2 separate regions of the Sus scrofa genome follow, and region 1 is linked to region 2. Evidence: chromatin contacts called from public HiChIP or PLAC-seq data. All regions are on one chromosome and are shown on one strand. Each heading gives the region's core, a stretch centred on a gene start, on an enhancer-like site or on the middle of the called end of the contact. The rest is flanking DNA. Distances are from core to core; before and after follow the strand shown. Region 1 has its middle 91 kb from the start of AGR2. Region 2 overlaps BZW2 (basic leucine zipper and W2 domains 2).

Region 1 (7,046 bases), core at 3,791-6,290, 210 kb before region 2:
TGACAAGAGAAAGCTTGGAATAAAGGTAGCAGAGGGCTGAGTAATAAGAAATTACTGGAAAAAAGTTCCTGTAATGTTGTTGGCTCTTCTGACATAGTGAGAATTTAGAGGACAACCACGCTGGAAAGAAGATCTCAAAGAGCAGATAGGGAACTCATGAATGAGATCTCAAACCAGCCTGGACACTCAAAATGCTACATGTAGGAAAGTTAGGAAAAGCATGAATTCTTCATGGAATTTAAGGAGCAGGTCAGGAAGTAGCACCACCTCATTTATAAAAGAAGTTCTGGAATTTGTGGAATCAGCAAAATACAAACATTGGGTGCTGGCAACTCTACTTGAAGTTGGCTTCCTATGGCCCAGAGAATTGATGGACTGCTTCTTTTCCTGAATGTACAGTTTCTACTTTCTCTGCACCCTAATGTGCCCTTCTTGACATGTTTAACTGTCTTGGACAGGTATCTAAACTCCTACCAATAGACTTGTAGATTCTAGGGGGAAAGGATATGTCTTCAGTTTCTGGACCATCAGCCTTTACAACGTAGAGATAAATGTTTGGTGTTAGTGGTATCTCTTAAAGTGTTAATGGAGAACACTGTATCTTACTTGTAAAGACATCTTTAAAATTAAATGCTTGATGTTCAATAGATATCCAATGACTGGACTTCCTACTTAGAATGACTCTAGTTGAGAGATTTAAAAAACTAAAGAGGGCGATGGGGGAAAGAACATAGGTAAGTGCATTGCACCAAATTCTTGGTAAAGCTAATGTGATTGGATCATTTGATAAGTACTATATATATTGTGTCATCTCTCATTCCAAGGGTGTAAAAATAAAGGGGGTGCATTCTCTGTATATACAAACTGGACTGAAAGGGAATGCAAGAAAATAAAATTGAGGTGATAGGATTTTAAAAATTAATATACTTCTTTATGAAATAGATTTGATCACAAACCATCACAATTACCACCAAGAGATGAAATGGTAATAATCACTAATATATTTATTGCTAAGATTTCCTATGTCTATGATTTCGGCAAAGCCTCAAAATACTGCTTTTCACATTTTTTAATTCATTGCTTTAACCAACTTTCGCAGAGCACTTTTTTCTGGGCATGTGATCCATACCAGGTACCTACAGAGAAGCAAAACAGACACAATTCCTGCTTACTTGTGAGAGAGGGAAACAGAAGATGATGGTAATGATGTCTTAATTCCTCACTCATGCAACAGATAGTCATTGAGTGTCTAATACGTGCCTTGGATCGACCTTGAAACATAGTGAACAAACTCCTTGCATTCATGGAACTTAAATTACAAGTGAGAAAGAGATACTATCAATAAAGAGATAACTATATAAAATGTTTTAAAATGCTATGAGGATAAACAGAGCAATGGAATACGAAATGGAATCCTAGGAGGTCTGGCCTGAATTTCAGGAGGGAAACCCTCCTGAAGTAAAGGAAAGAGGAGAAAGCAAATGTACAAGGGAAGAACGTTCCACTACCCAGAGATGGTGATGGTGATAGCACTAAGAATGACTGACAGGAATTGGGGTCTTATTATATGCCAAGGGCTGTCCCATACACATCACATGTACTAACGTGTTTATTCTTCACAACGACCCAAAGATGTAAATAGCATGCCCACTTTACAGATGAGGAAACTGAGGTATGAAAAGTCACAAGATTAATCGAGGTCCACAGTTCACAATATGTACAGCAATAATTTGAACACTGAGAGACTAAGACAAAATTCCTTTTAAAAATAACTAAACGGGAGTTCCCGTCATGGCACAGTGGTTAACGAATCTGACTAGGAACCATGAGAATGCAGGTTTGATCCCTGACCTCCCTCAGTAGGTTAAGGATCCACCGTTGCCATGAGCTGTGGTGTAGGTCACAGATGCTACACCAGGCTCTGATCTGGAGTAGCTGTGGCTGTGGTTAACAAATCCAACTAAGAACCATGAGGTTATGGGTTTGATCCCTGGTCTAGCTCAGTGAGTTAAGGATCTGGTGTTGCAGTGAGCTGTGGTGTAGATTATAGACACAGTTCTGATCTGACATTGCTGTGGCTGTGGCGTAGTCCAGCAGCTACAGCTCCAATTTCACCCCTAGCCTGGGAACTTCCATATGCTGCCTGTGCAGCCCTAAAAAAACAAAAATGTAAAATAAAACAAAATAAAGAGGAGTTCCCATTGTGGCTCACCAGTTAACAAACCCAACTAATACCTATGAGGATACAGGTTCAATCCCTGGCCTTGCTCAGTGGGTTAAGGATCTGGCATTGCCCTGAGCGGTGGTATAGGTAGAAGATGTGGCTTGGATCTGGCGTTGCTGCGGCTGTGGCATAGGCCAGCAGCTGTAGCTCTGATTCTACCCTTAGCCTGGGAATCTCTATATGCCACAGGTGTGGCCCTAAAAAGACAAAAATTTAAGAAGAGAAAAAATTAAACATTTAATTTTTTAAAAAAAGTAAACACAACAACAAAAATAACTACAAACTTTGGTAAGCAGATAAATGTTGGGGGGTGGGGCTCGAAAACAAAACAAATGTCCGAAAATAACAGGGAAACCACTTAAGATAGGGGTAAGGCCTCTCCAAGGAGATTGCATTTTACCTGAGAACTTGAGGATGAAGAGAAGTCATCTAAAGAAAGACCTGCAGCAGGGCTTCCAGGAAGAGAAAAGAGCACGTGCCTGTGTCCTGAGGCCAGAAGGACATGGGCAAATTGGAGGAGCTTGAGGAAAACCAGGGAATCTGGAGCCTCAGGAATAAAGAGAAGTGTTGCGAGAGAGCAGGCAGGAGAAATAGGCAGAAGCCATGCAGTGTTGGCCCAATAGGGAGCGTGGCTTTTATTATGTCATTAAAAAGCCATTTATTTGAGGTTTTATCTGGTCTTGCTTTTTAAAAAATATGACTTTATTTTTTTGTGAAGAAGGAATCAGATTTTCACAGAGTTAATAGAAAATGTGCTGGGAGGAGTTCCCATCATGGCTCAGCAGCAACGAACCCGACTAGGATCCATGAGAATGCGGGTTCAATTCCTGGCCTCTCTCAGTGGGTTAAGGATCCGGCCATTTGCCCTGAGCTGTGCTGTAGGTCTCAGACACAGCTTGGATCTGGCGTTGCTACGGCTGTGACTGTGGTGCGGGCCGGCAGCTGCAGCTCCAGTGCGACCCCTAGCCTGGGAACTCCCATAAAGAAGATGTACTGGGGGTGGTGGTTGAGACTCACATTTTCTTTATACAATATAAGGGCAAATAAAGGACAGGCATTAGCTTTGTAAGTGTATATAGAGACACACATAAGATATGAACCCTGGTGTCCAGTACTGACTTATAAATAAATCAAAACTATTTTAGGAAAACTGCCTGGTTGTGCTCATCTTGTGCTTTTTAAACAGACCTCATGCAAGAGAGATATCCTGCCTATAGATTTCTGAATCCTTGTCATCACTGGATTTCATAAGTGAGGAAAAGAATACTCTTTGTTCCCTGTGAATTTGATTCTTTAATATTTTGACCATTTTTCTAACTACAGAAGGTCATTAGAATTCCAGTCATGGTTTGCTTGGACTTGACATGCTAAAATAACTTTTAGCCACAGCTTGTATTTATAATTCTCTGTTGTGCAAAGAGGCTGTTGACAGGAGATCATTCTGGAACCATACAAACGAACTCCACCTCAAACTGTTTTCTCAGGAATGTTCAAGGTTTTATAGTATACTGTGGTTTCAAATTTAGGATCAAATTTGGAAATGAACCACTTTTTGTTCAGTAAAGCAGAACTAAAATGTCACAGCTGTGAAGATGTGTGTCTTTTCTTTTTTCTTTTCAGACAGTCTTCTCATCCCAAAGACTGTCATGAGCACCACCAAGTGGCCTGTGCAGATTTTACAAACCTCTCAAGACGTCACTTGATTATAAGGTTCCATCCAAAAACCTCTGACCATCTGTTTACATGAAGAGTAACTAGTTTTTAAAAATTTTTTAGTTTTTATACATTTTTTAAAGGTTACATTCCACTTACAATTATTACAAAATATTAGCTATATTCCCAGTGTTGTACAAGGCATGCATACCTTTTGAGAGTGAATGACTCAGAAATCCATTTGTTAGACTTCCTCAAAATTTAACCACTGACTAGTAATCACTGCTGTGGCACTAAGCAGAGCTGTGTAGTCACTGACTGTATTATCAAAAGTAGATGCAACGATAGAAGGGGGTTAAAAGTAAACCCAACACTTTAGAGGGCATTCACGTTACTGATGCAGGCTAGCACCCTTCACACACATGTAGCTACACATCCCTATGGGTTCCTGGGGCAAAGCCCACCTTCACTGGGCAACTCTAACCTAGGAATAGGAAAGAGATGAATTGCTGTATTCTCCGTTTCACATTGTAACATTTCTCATCCCAAAGACCAACCACATAAGGTTCAGAGATTTTTCAGCTGATATCCCACCTGATCTTTTTTTTACCTATTCAAAATCAAGGTTTAGCAGTACTAGAAAATGAGAAAATGATGCTTAGAGGACAGTGCAACAATGTCATCCCCTTCTCTGGTTACTGATATAAACCTTGTCTGTCCTGTGGGGAGGAGGAGGAGGGTCACCCTGGGTGGCTTTAGGTAGAGTATTGACTTGAAAGCAACACCTTGAAGAATGTCTCCCAGAGCCTCAAATCCTCGGCCCTGCCCAGGCCATTCATGCCTCACTTCCGTTTTGACAAACAAAACTAAAACAGATTTTAATGGATCAGGATTTATTCAACACCTAGGAATTTGGTTTCACTTTAAGTTCAAGGAATGTTGCCTGGAAATCATTTCTAACAAAAATTAAGATTTCATGAACCAGTTAAAAACAAATGTCATTACAGTTGAAGAAATCATGTCACAACACACTTGCATAGTATTTCTGAGTCTGAAGTATTGCTGTTATTAAGAAAAACACATATGTGTATATATGTATCTGTATAAACAGATTTCTAAATAGATGGTGATTAATTGTTGCCTCAGGTCCCAATAAGGAATTAGAGGCCTAACAAGTGCCTGATTTGCCTGATCACACAGAACAAGGAAGTAGTAGAATCCTCTGGTGTCACTTTCACACTCATGGGGTATTTTGCAGTTTATAGGATGCTTGCAGCTCCTTTTGTCCCTTTCATTTGAACCTTAGAAAAAAGAGTGATATATCACCCCAATTAGAGTTAAGGAGACTGTGATTCAGAGAAAATAAATGACATGTTAGTGGCTGGAAGCTGCAGGCTAGAACCCAGCCAGACTTGTTCCATTCTGCAATAATTTGCATTGATTTCATCATTTTCAAACACTAGAGTCTTTCATTTTTTTTCTCCCAAGAACTGAGCAAGATGGGTAAAGCAGACATCATTCCTAATTAATTAGTAAAATAACTGGTATTACAGGGTTCCCACTGTGGCACTGTGGGTTAAGGATCTGACTGCAGTGGCTCCGGTCACTGCCGAGGCTGATTAGATCCCTGGCCTGGGAACTTCCATGATGTGCCACAGGTATGGCCAAAAATTAAATAGAATAACTAGCATTAAAGGGAGGAAGTGGTTTGTCCAAGGTCAGGCAGAGCTAGAGCTGCGAACACAACCAGGTCTCCTGGATTCTCACTCAGTTTCCTTCCTAAGATTCTCTACTGGCACCTTTTATATTCTAATAATCATCTACTATAAGAATCAAAGCTGAAGTGATTGAAACCCAAAGAAACAGGGAAACATATTGAGATGAAAATTTTCCAAAGAAAAAGTGAGTTCAGAAAAGGAGATTACTTACCTTAAAAGTTTTTACTTAATTAAAAAAAAAAAAAGGTTTTACTTACATAAAATCATCAAGAGGGAGCAGAAGAGGCATAAAATGCACAAAAGTCATGCTTGAAAGAAAAATGTCTGAGAAGGGTTCTAAGTTAGAAGATGGTGAAAAAGAGAGAAGTGGGGAAGTCTGAAACTCTTTAAGTGGTTTTTGGACTTCAATTTCTACGTGTCACTTTAATCGCAAATACTGACCTGAGAAAAACACCCTGGTCTATAAAAAGGCAAAATTGCCTGGAGATTTTAAATTTAGTAGCAAAAGATTCAAAAGAAATGGATATCCAGAACTGCATCTTCCAGTCTGATGGATAATCAGGTTTGAAAGTTACATTTGCACTTTCATGTAAGGCAAAGTAGGCTGATGGCAGGCAGCCCTGGACAGTGGAGCGACCCTCTTAGGAAGCCCACCACGAGACCCAGGGCTACAAAGTTCTTTCAGAAATGGGGTCAGACATCCTGGGTCCAGGTCTGTTGTAAAATGGTGTGAATAATGAGCTTCATCACGGTGACCCCATTTAAACCAACCAAACACTTGCCTGCATTCTTCCCATCAATTTGCTCACAACCCCATTGTGTAGGTACCATGCTGATTCCCATTTGATCAAACCAAGGCCTCAGACCAGAGGCACTGCTTGTTTGATTCCAAAGGTCACTGCTTTAACCTCTCCTGTTGGAAACTAAAATGTTTTTCATGCTAAATGATAAACTGGCTTTCAGGTTTTGTTTAATGAGTCTTTCGTGAACTTTATTTATAAATCCATCCCTACAAGTTCAGTTCCAAGAGTGATATCCAATATCTGACACGTCAAAGCTCCAGATGGGATCCCAGATATGGTAACAGGGAAGCACTTATGTAATTGGCCGGGGAGCCAGTCACTGGAAGCAACCCTCTAGGCCTATTTCCAGTACACATTTTGGCATCTTTCATCACACTGACATCACCTTTTATAAACTGTAATGGAAGGGGGGAAAGAGGTGGGATTCCAGCTGAGTTCCCATTCCCAGGCTGGGTATGCGCAAACCCAGATTTATCATACAGAAACTGCTAGAGTGAAGAAACTCAGCCCCTTGAACTTACTCTGATGAAATATCCTTGAGACCACAAAAGAGATCATTGGAAAGATAGAAACTCAAAGACTTATTACCAGAAAGAGAAATTTGAACTCAGCTCTGGTACAGACCATTCTACCATCCTGTATTCTGTA
Region 2 (6,926 bases), core at 2,165-4,664:
GTGTAAACTCTGAAGGCAGGCTCTAGGTCTTCTACATGTCTCAACACAATTTTCTAGGGAGCAGACAATAAAAGCAAAAATATATGTATCCCCACCTAAAAACATACAATTTATGGAAGATCCCTTGTGGCACAGGAGGTTAAGGATCCAGCATTGTCACAGCTGTGGGGCGGGTTTGACCTCTGGCCTGGGAACTTCCATGTGCCACAGGTGTGGCGACCACTCCCTCCCAAAAAACATTTAAATAATTTATACAATCAGCTGACTTCTTTCACCACTCATCTCTAAATCCTAATATCAACTTGAAGTTTATTTAAAAATGCTCACTGAGAATTTCTGTCACATAGAAGAGAAGAAGAAGAATATAGTTAGACCATATTTCTCTTGAACTATTGAATATATGACTCCTCTGTGGATTTTCTGAGTGTTACTTTTATTAAGAATGACCCTTAGATATTTCACAAGCTCTTACACCTGAAACATTTTAGGGAGTGGCAAGTTTGAAATGAAAAACATCAGGAAATAGTATGTTTGGCCTGAGTCTGGGCACACTACAGACAGGACCCATCTGTCACACTGTGAAGGGCTGCAGTTGGCCTGCAGCTTAGACTGCTCCCAGTCAGGTACCTTCAGGTGCTTGAGGGCCTGCTCGGCAACAAGTTCCTCCTTCTTGTTCCACTCCACAGCGTTCATGATACAGGTCCATAGGAGTCCAATCACCGCTGTCTCCGGAAGATCATTCCTCTTCATTTCTTCTTTAACGTAGAGCACCACCTGCATTGCATGGAGACAAGAGTCAGAGAGTAACAGGCGGCTGGGGAGCTCCCCTCTCGCTGAGCCTGGTCAGATACAAATATTCTGCTCCCTTCCTGGCATATACTCTCCAGTTACCAGAGGGAGGAAAAACACAATTTGTTCTCAAAGATTTATTTTTAGTTCCAAAATTAATAGGCTTAACTCTGGCCAGGAGCTGCTGGTTAATAGGAAATAGGAGATAATCTTCATTTCTGAGGGCTTATTCTTTTTATCGGCAGGAACCCCTTTGAGTGGAGCAGGGCAGGAATTATTTAAACCAGTTTGACTTCGTGGGGTTTGAAGGAGGCAACAGAGCTGTGAATTTCTACTTTCAACCCTCAACTCTAAACCTCTTGATGACAAATGTCTTGGGTTTATATAAGGCCTTCTCTATAATTCATTCTTTAATAACCATTCTTGCTGGTCCTCATGCCCCATGTAAATAAAGATCAACGCAGCAACAGCAGCCCAGCAGGCTATTTCCTCTTCAGAATTACTTTTAAATATGCACTTGTATCCTAAAATCTGATGCTATGGTATAAAATCTGCTGAACAATGTATTTTATACCACTTACTGGGGAAAAAAAATCTTTCTCCTTTTGAAATAAAACTACAAAGAGGTGAGGGCCTCACAAATGATTAAAAACCATAATATATTCAAGTGTACTACTTTGTGAGGAGAACAACTATTTTTTTCCTTTGGGGGGGTGGTGGTGAAAACGCATTGCTTTCTTTCCTACTGGCCTGGGTTGCAGAGGATCAGCAATGGGTTAAACAGCCTTTGAGAAGACAAGGAACTGGGATGTTCCAGTCCCCCAGCTGGCAGGGGAAAGCTGCAAAGAAAGGTGCTATCTCTGTATGTAAAAGTACTGAAGTGTTATTTGGTTTGCTTTTCCCCCATGGAAAATCATGTTCACTTGCTTAGAAAAATGTTATTGAATATATCGCTGACCTTATTGCCATGAGACTTAGGACCAACACCTCCACCTGCTGGACAATGTCAGTCTGCAATTCTCCAGGCTTAAATCCCATAACGTGCCCAGCAAGACAGAGAGCACGCAGGGTAGTGAGGGCTTGGGACTTGGGAATAAATGGCAAAAGAAAAGGACACTTTATGCAATTTTTAAATTGTGATGTAGAAGTTTTTAAAGTTCAAATAGGAAGTTTTCTTCAGGCATGACTTGAAGAAGATACAGTCACAGCCATATGGACTTTAGCTACGCAAAAATGTGGAATTTACATTATGGGATTATGCAGCTATTATGAGTGGGAGCCAACAGGCCACTGGTTCAACTAGTCTTTTCCTGTAATATGAATATAAAATCAACCCTTTTGTTTGCCTTAAAATTAAGACTTACATACATTAACCCAGTACTTAATACCATATTATGTAATCTGCAATAAATGGGGAAAGCACCATAAAATGGGACATACTGATAATGAATAGTAAATCTCTTGGACAGATGAAATATTTTGACAACCACAGCAGCCTGGTAGACAGCCCCTTGTGTGGAAATAACCATTAATTTCTGGAACTTCCTGGAGGATTCTGAATCAATACTTTGAAATTGAGCTAATGGTATAAAAAGAGCATCAAATTCACAATAATAGACAAAGAAAGGTCTCCTAAAGGAAGGTAAAGGTGCTGCACGGGCTCACGGCAATGTGAGCCCACGGTCCCCACCTCCTTGATGGGGCATTCCTGAGAAAGACGCTCTTGGAGCTCCTTCTGCAGCTCCTTCCTGGTGCCCAGGGACTGCTGGACTCTGAGGAAGTCAGAAAGCTCCTTCAGACCTGCGTCAGTGAAGTATTTAGCAAAATGATCCACACTCTGCCTGTTAACTGGAAAGAGTTCCTGAGAGAGAAAAGAGATACTGTTATACAACAAGCTATTCAAATTCCAGCAAGCATAAAGAACAAAATTTTCATATTAAAGTAGCACTTAGAATATCGCCTATTTGGAAAAAAAAGGATTGGTTTTTCAAAAGAATAAATCTTGGGCTTACATTTTTAGCATTTGCTAAGCACCTTCCAAAATTAGGCAATCTGACAAAGAAAGAGAATAGAAAATGCTAAGCAACTTACATAAACTACTTTCCCTCATTTGGAAACTGTTATTCCCCTTTTTTTTTTAACTTTAATCAAAGTATTAGCATGTATAAATACAGAGCTAAACTTGCTAAATTAAATACAAATAGCATGATAACTCTGAATAACATATGGATTGTTTTAAACTCACAGGAAAAAAACCATTAATCACTGTTTCCTTAATTATGAGTTAACAGACAAAGGCTAGTTTTTGTAATGTTGAAATGATTCAAGATATTAGAAAACAACACTGACTATTATCATCTCAAGGACCTCTATTCACATTCTAAGAAAATGCTATTATTCTAAAAAACTAGCTCAAGAGCTAAAGAGAATTTTTGTTATATCTGTTAATGATGGTGGCTCTAAATTATGTTCATGGCCAGATCTAATGTAAACCTGCCCTATCAACTCTTCAATTCATTACATAATTCTGCTGGAAATTTTTAAAAAGAGCAATACACTATAGCTGCTGTCATATTTTTCCCTCATTTCCATTTCACCTTACACAGTTTGGCAGAGTCTTAGTAACAACACTTAGTCATGTTCTAATTCTGTGTGACTCCAACACCCAACTAAGAAAGTAAGGCAGTTTTCAAGCTCTTACATTTTTCAGACTGCTGCAGAGTCTACAAAATAGATCCAAACTTTTATGATGGTTAGATTTGAGTGTGCATGTGTGTGGTCAATGGCTATGTGGCTTCAATAAAAATCTCAGCAGAAAAAACTGTCATGAGTTTGCCACCAGGTATAGTAACAGATCCAGATGGCTTCTATGTCATGACTCAAATTTCAATAGTCTCTATATCATCATCCATAATTTGCCTTGATGAGTCATGAGTTTCAAAATGTCAGAGCAGAGCTGGTGGGAGCAGCTATCAAACACGCATTTGTGTTAAAGCAAACATTTCAAACCTGAGTGAAATGTTGTCACCAATATCTGTTCTAGCTTTGAAGAGGTCCTCCAAATTTGAGGGGCAGGGAACTAATTCAATATTGGATTTCTTCTGTGAACCAAGATGTGGTGGGCAGATTACTCATACTTGTGTAATATATTAATTTTCATAGAAAAATAAACTGTCTTAACAAGGTTAAGCAGCTTGACCCATATTACGCAGCAGGAAATATTTAAGGACATAGCTATGCAATCCCCAAAGGCAATAATTACTCTGCTACTCATGTCAGCATTCAATATTCAACTTAGGAAGAATGTGACTACAAAGTCTGATCAAAGATTATGTTTAGAGTAATATGTCAAACATGTTATTGGTGGTTTATTTATGAATGATATCTAAAGTCCTTATGAATGATACATAATATAGTGAAAATTACTATTGAGGTTAAACTGAGGCAAAATCAGTGTAAATCAGATTATGACATTTACAAACTTGGAACGTGGTCTGCATTTGTTAGAAAAATCCTACCCAGGTACAAAACTTCTATCACCTTATCCCTAAGTTACAGTCTCTCTGCTTCTGCCCTTTGTTCCTGAATCTACTCCCAATGCAACAGGCAGTGATTCTGTCAAAACCCCAAATCACACTATGCACATGCTGCAGAGAAGTCTCCCCAAATTTCCTATCTTACTCAGAATAAAGGCTAAAGTTCCTGGATGATATAGGACCCACTATGAGTCTTAGCTGATCGTCTACACTTTTGCTCTTGCCAGGTACCCTCTCTCTTGCTGACCTGACACATCAAGCCTCAAAGCCTCTGCATTTGCTGTTGCCTTTATCTGGCATCCTCTTGCTGGAGCTCCCCAGATAGCTCACTCCCTGACACAAATGTCACCTTATCAGAGAGGACTTCCCATAGTGCAATGGATGCACCTCGGTGCTTCCTACTAAGTGTTTTCCTCGGAGCACTTTTCACTTTTTCTTACACCATGTATTTAATTGTTTATTTCACTTCCTGCCTGTCCTGCAATAGAATGTAAGGTCCATAAAGGCAAGGGTCTGTTGTTTGATTTCTTTAGTATCTTCAGCTCCTAGAAAAGTTTCTGGCCAATGTCTTGATCAGTGTTCCCTGTTCCAGGGATGGGGAAATGATGTTTCCCATCTCCTCTATCCTCAGAGTTGATATGTACTTTTCTTGCTTCTATATTACAGAGGGAGGTAATTGCTAAACTTTGAGAATACGCTACTTTTCCCCAAAATGTGCTAACACAGAGAACATTTTGTTATATGTGTTAATGAAACAAAAATTTCCTCCGTGATGATAGAATGACCCTATTTCCTCATTCATTTGCGAGTCAGCAAATACCAGGCAGGCACGGTCTAGTGTGGACGGTCACTGTGTCCTCACAGAGATTACAGCGTTTCTGGTAGAAACTGCCACCTATGCTTTTCATATTCAATTATATATATAGACGAAGAAACTGTAAGAACAGTTAAATGAGATGAGTCTTGTGCTAAGTTGTAATAGACTGTATCTTTGTTTCTATCATTCAACCCCTCTCCTTTAAACACTTGTTTAAATGAAGCCCCTCCTTGCTACACCTGCCTTCACAGCTGGAGAACTAGCCCGTACGTGGACTAAATCTTCCCACCCCACTGCCAGGCTTCTCAGTGACTTCTTTTGGCCAGAGAAAGTGAGCTTTTAAAGCACCAGAAGGGCTCACATCAGTCTATGTTCCTGCCCTCTGCCATGAGGCTAGAATAGCGCACATGGGAGCTTCTCCTTTAGCCTGAGTCCCAGAACAAAGCAGCATGTAGATCTCAGCAGGGCCTTACCAAGATACAGCTAACTCACAGAATCAAGGACAGGAATATGCTCCTTCACAGGAACTTCCACCCACATCAGCAACCTAATGACTTGTCTTCAATAACTGCCATAGCTTCTAGGACTGTGCCTGGCACAGAGCAGGCATTTAAATATATGCTGAATGAAACTTTTTATCAGTGGCAGAAATTAATAAGAATCATACTTATTTTTATCATATTCTAAAGACTTCTGAGACACAAATAGGGATATTTTAAGGTAAACTTCAAGAGATAAAGCAATTTTAAATCATTGAAAATCCAAGAGTTTACAGTGAGTCAGATTTAGAATTATCCCATGGATCAATACCCTAGCACAGTAGAACACACTGGAAGAGAAACCAGATAAGGAACTAGATTAAGAGAAGATGGTAGGGGTGTCTTTTAATTTCAGACTTTGCCCTAAAATTGTAAAAAGAATTTCACTTGGAGAAAGCTCTGTCTTCTGCACAGCTGTTGCTTCTAGCAGAAAGAAATTATAGGGAGCAGATAGAAATTATGGGGACAAATACTTTTCTTGATTTTCTTTGAAAAATATAAAGATAGAGAAGCAAAAAATATAATCAAGCAATTGTGATAGTGGGAGCTTCAAATTAACTACAATTTACTTGTTTACTTTCTTAAATATCTTAAGTATTACCAAGGAATCTTGGTATAGATAAGGAGTCTTGTTAAACTTCTATTCTGTTAACAAACTAACCTATATATAAGATCAGTGTCACTCAACTACGACCCAAGGTAATTATAAATGTCTAATTAGGTGGGACAAATGTGACTTTAAATTTCATATTAAGGAGTTCCCGTCATGGCGCTGGGGTTAACAAACCCGACTAGGAACCATGAGGTTGCAGGTTCGATCCCTGGCCTTGCTCAGTGGGGTAACAATCTGGCGTTGCCGTGAGCTGTGGTGTAGGTTGCAGACGCGGCGCGGATCTCGCGTTGCTGTGGCTCTGGTGTAGGCCAGCGGCTACAGCTCTGATTTGACCCCTAGCCTGGGAACCTCCATATGCCGCAGGAGCGGCCCAAGAAAATGGCAAAAGACAAAAAAAAACAAAAAACAAAAAACAAAAAACAGATTTAAAATAAAATAAATTTCATATTAAAACTTCAAATTTCTATAGTTATTAGCTGCAAAGGAGTTAATTCTGATAAATGCTATCTTTATGTCAACAAACTTCCAAATTTGAAAGTCTCTGTATTTCCTATGACTCTTTAATTTTATCATTGCATTTATGTATTAAAATGGAATTAGGTTCTATCTGCCAAAAATACAGAAATAAAAGG

Evidence for each region. HiChIP or PLAC-seq counts read pairs in DNA pulled down with a chosen protein or histone mark.
Region 1: an H3K27ac HiChIP or PLAC-seq map of alveolar macrophages shows a contact between it and region 2. The contact joins two enhancer-like sites. A contact is called at or near these places in 14 of 47 Hi-C or Micro-C datasets (alveolar macrophages, brain, embryonic fibroblasts and 8 more) and 2 of 2 datasets of contacts at active chromatin or transcription factors (alveolar macrophages and skeletal muscle).

Annotation. Positions count from the first base shown.
Region 1 is chr9:86,141,020-86,148,065 of Sscrofa11.1, reverse strand. No RefSeq gene overlaps it. Among named protein-coding and RNA genes, the nearest start is that of AGR2, 91 kb to the right of the region's middle. Within about 2 kb of position 5,040, at least 6 of the 83 cell types and tissues checked have an H3K27ac peak or open chromatin away from gene starts, as enhancers often do. A contact at or near this core is called in alveolar macrophages, where this site is marked.
Region 2 is chr9:85,931,224-85,938,149 of Sscrofa11.1, reverse strand. It overlaps BZW2 (basic leucine zipper and W2 domains 2), which reads right to left. Exons shown (of 12, transcript NM_001245007.1): 8 at 2,480-2,650; 9 at 628-774. Among named protein-coding and RNA genes, the nearest start is that of BZW2, 47 kb to the right of the region's middle. Within about 2 kb of position 3,414, at least 6 of the 83 cell types and tissues checked have an H3K27ac peak or open chromatin away from gene starts, as enhancers often do. A contact at or near this core is called in alveolar macrophages, where this site is marked.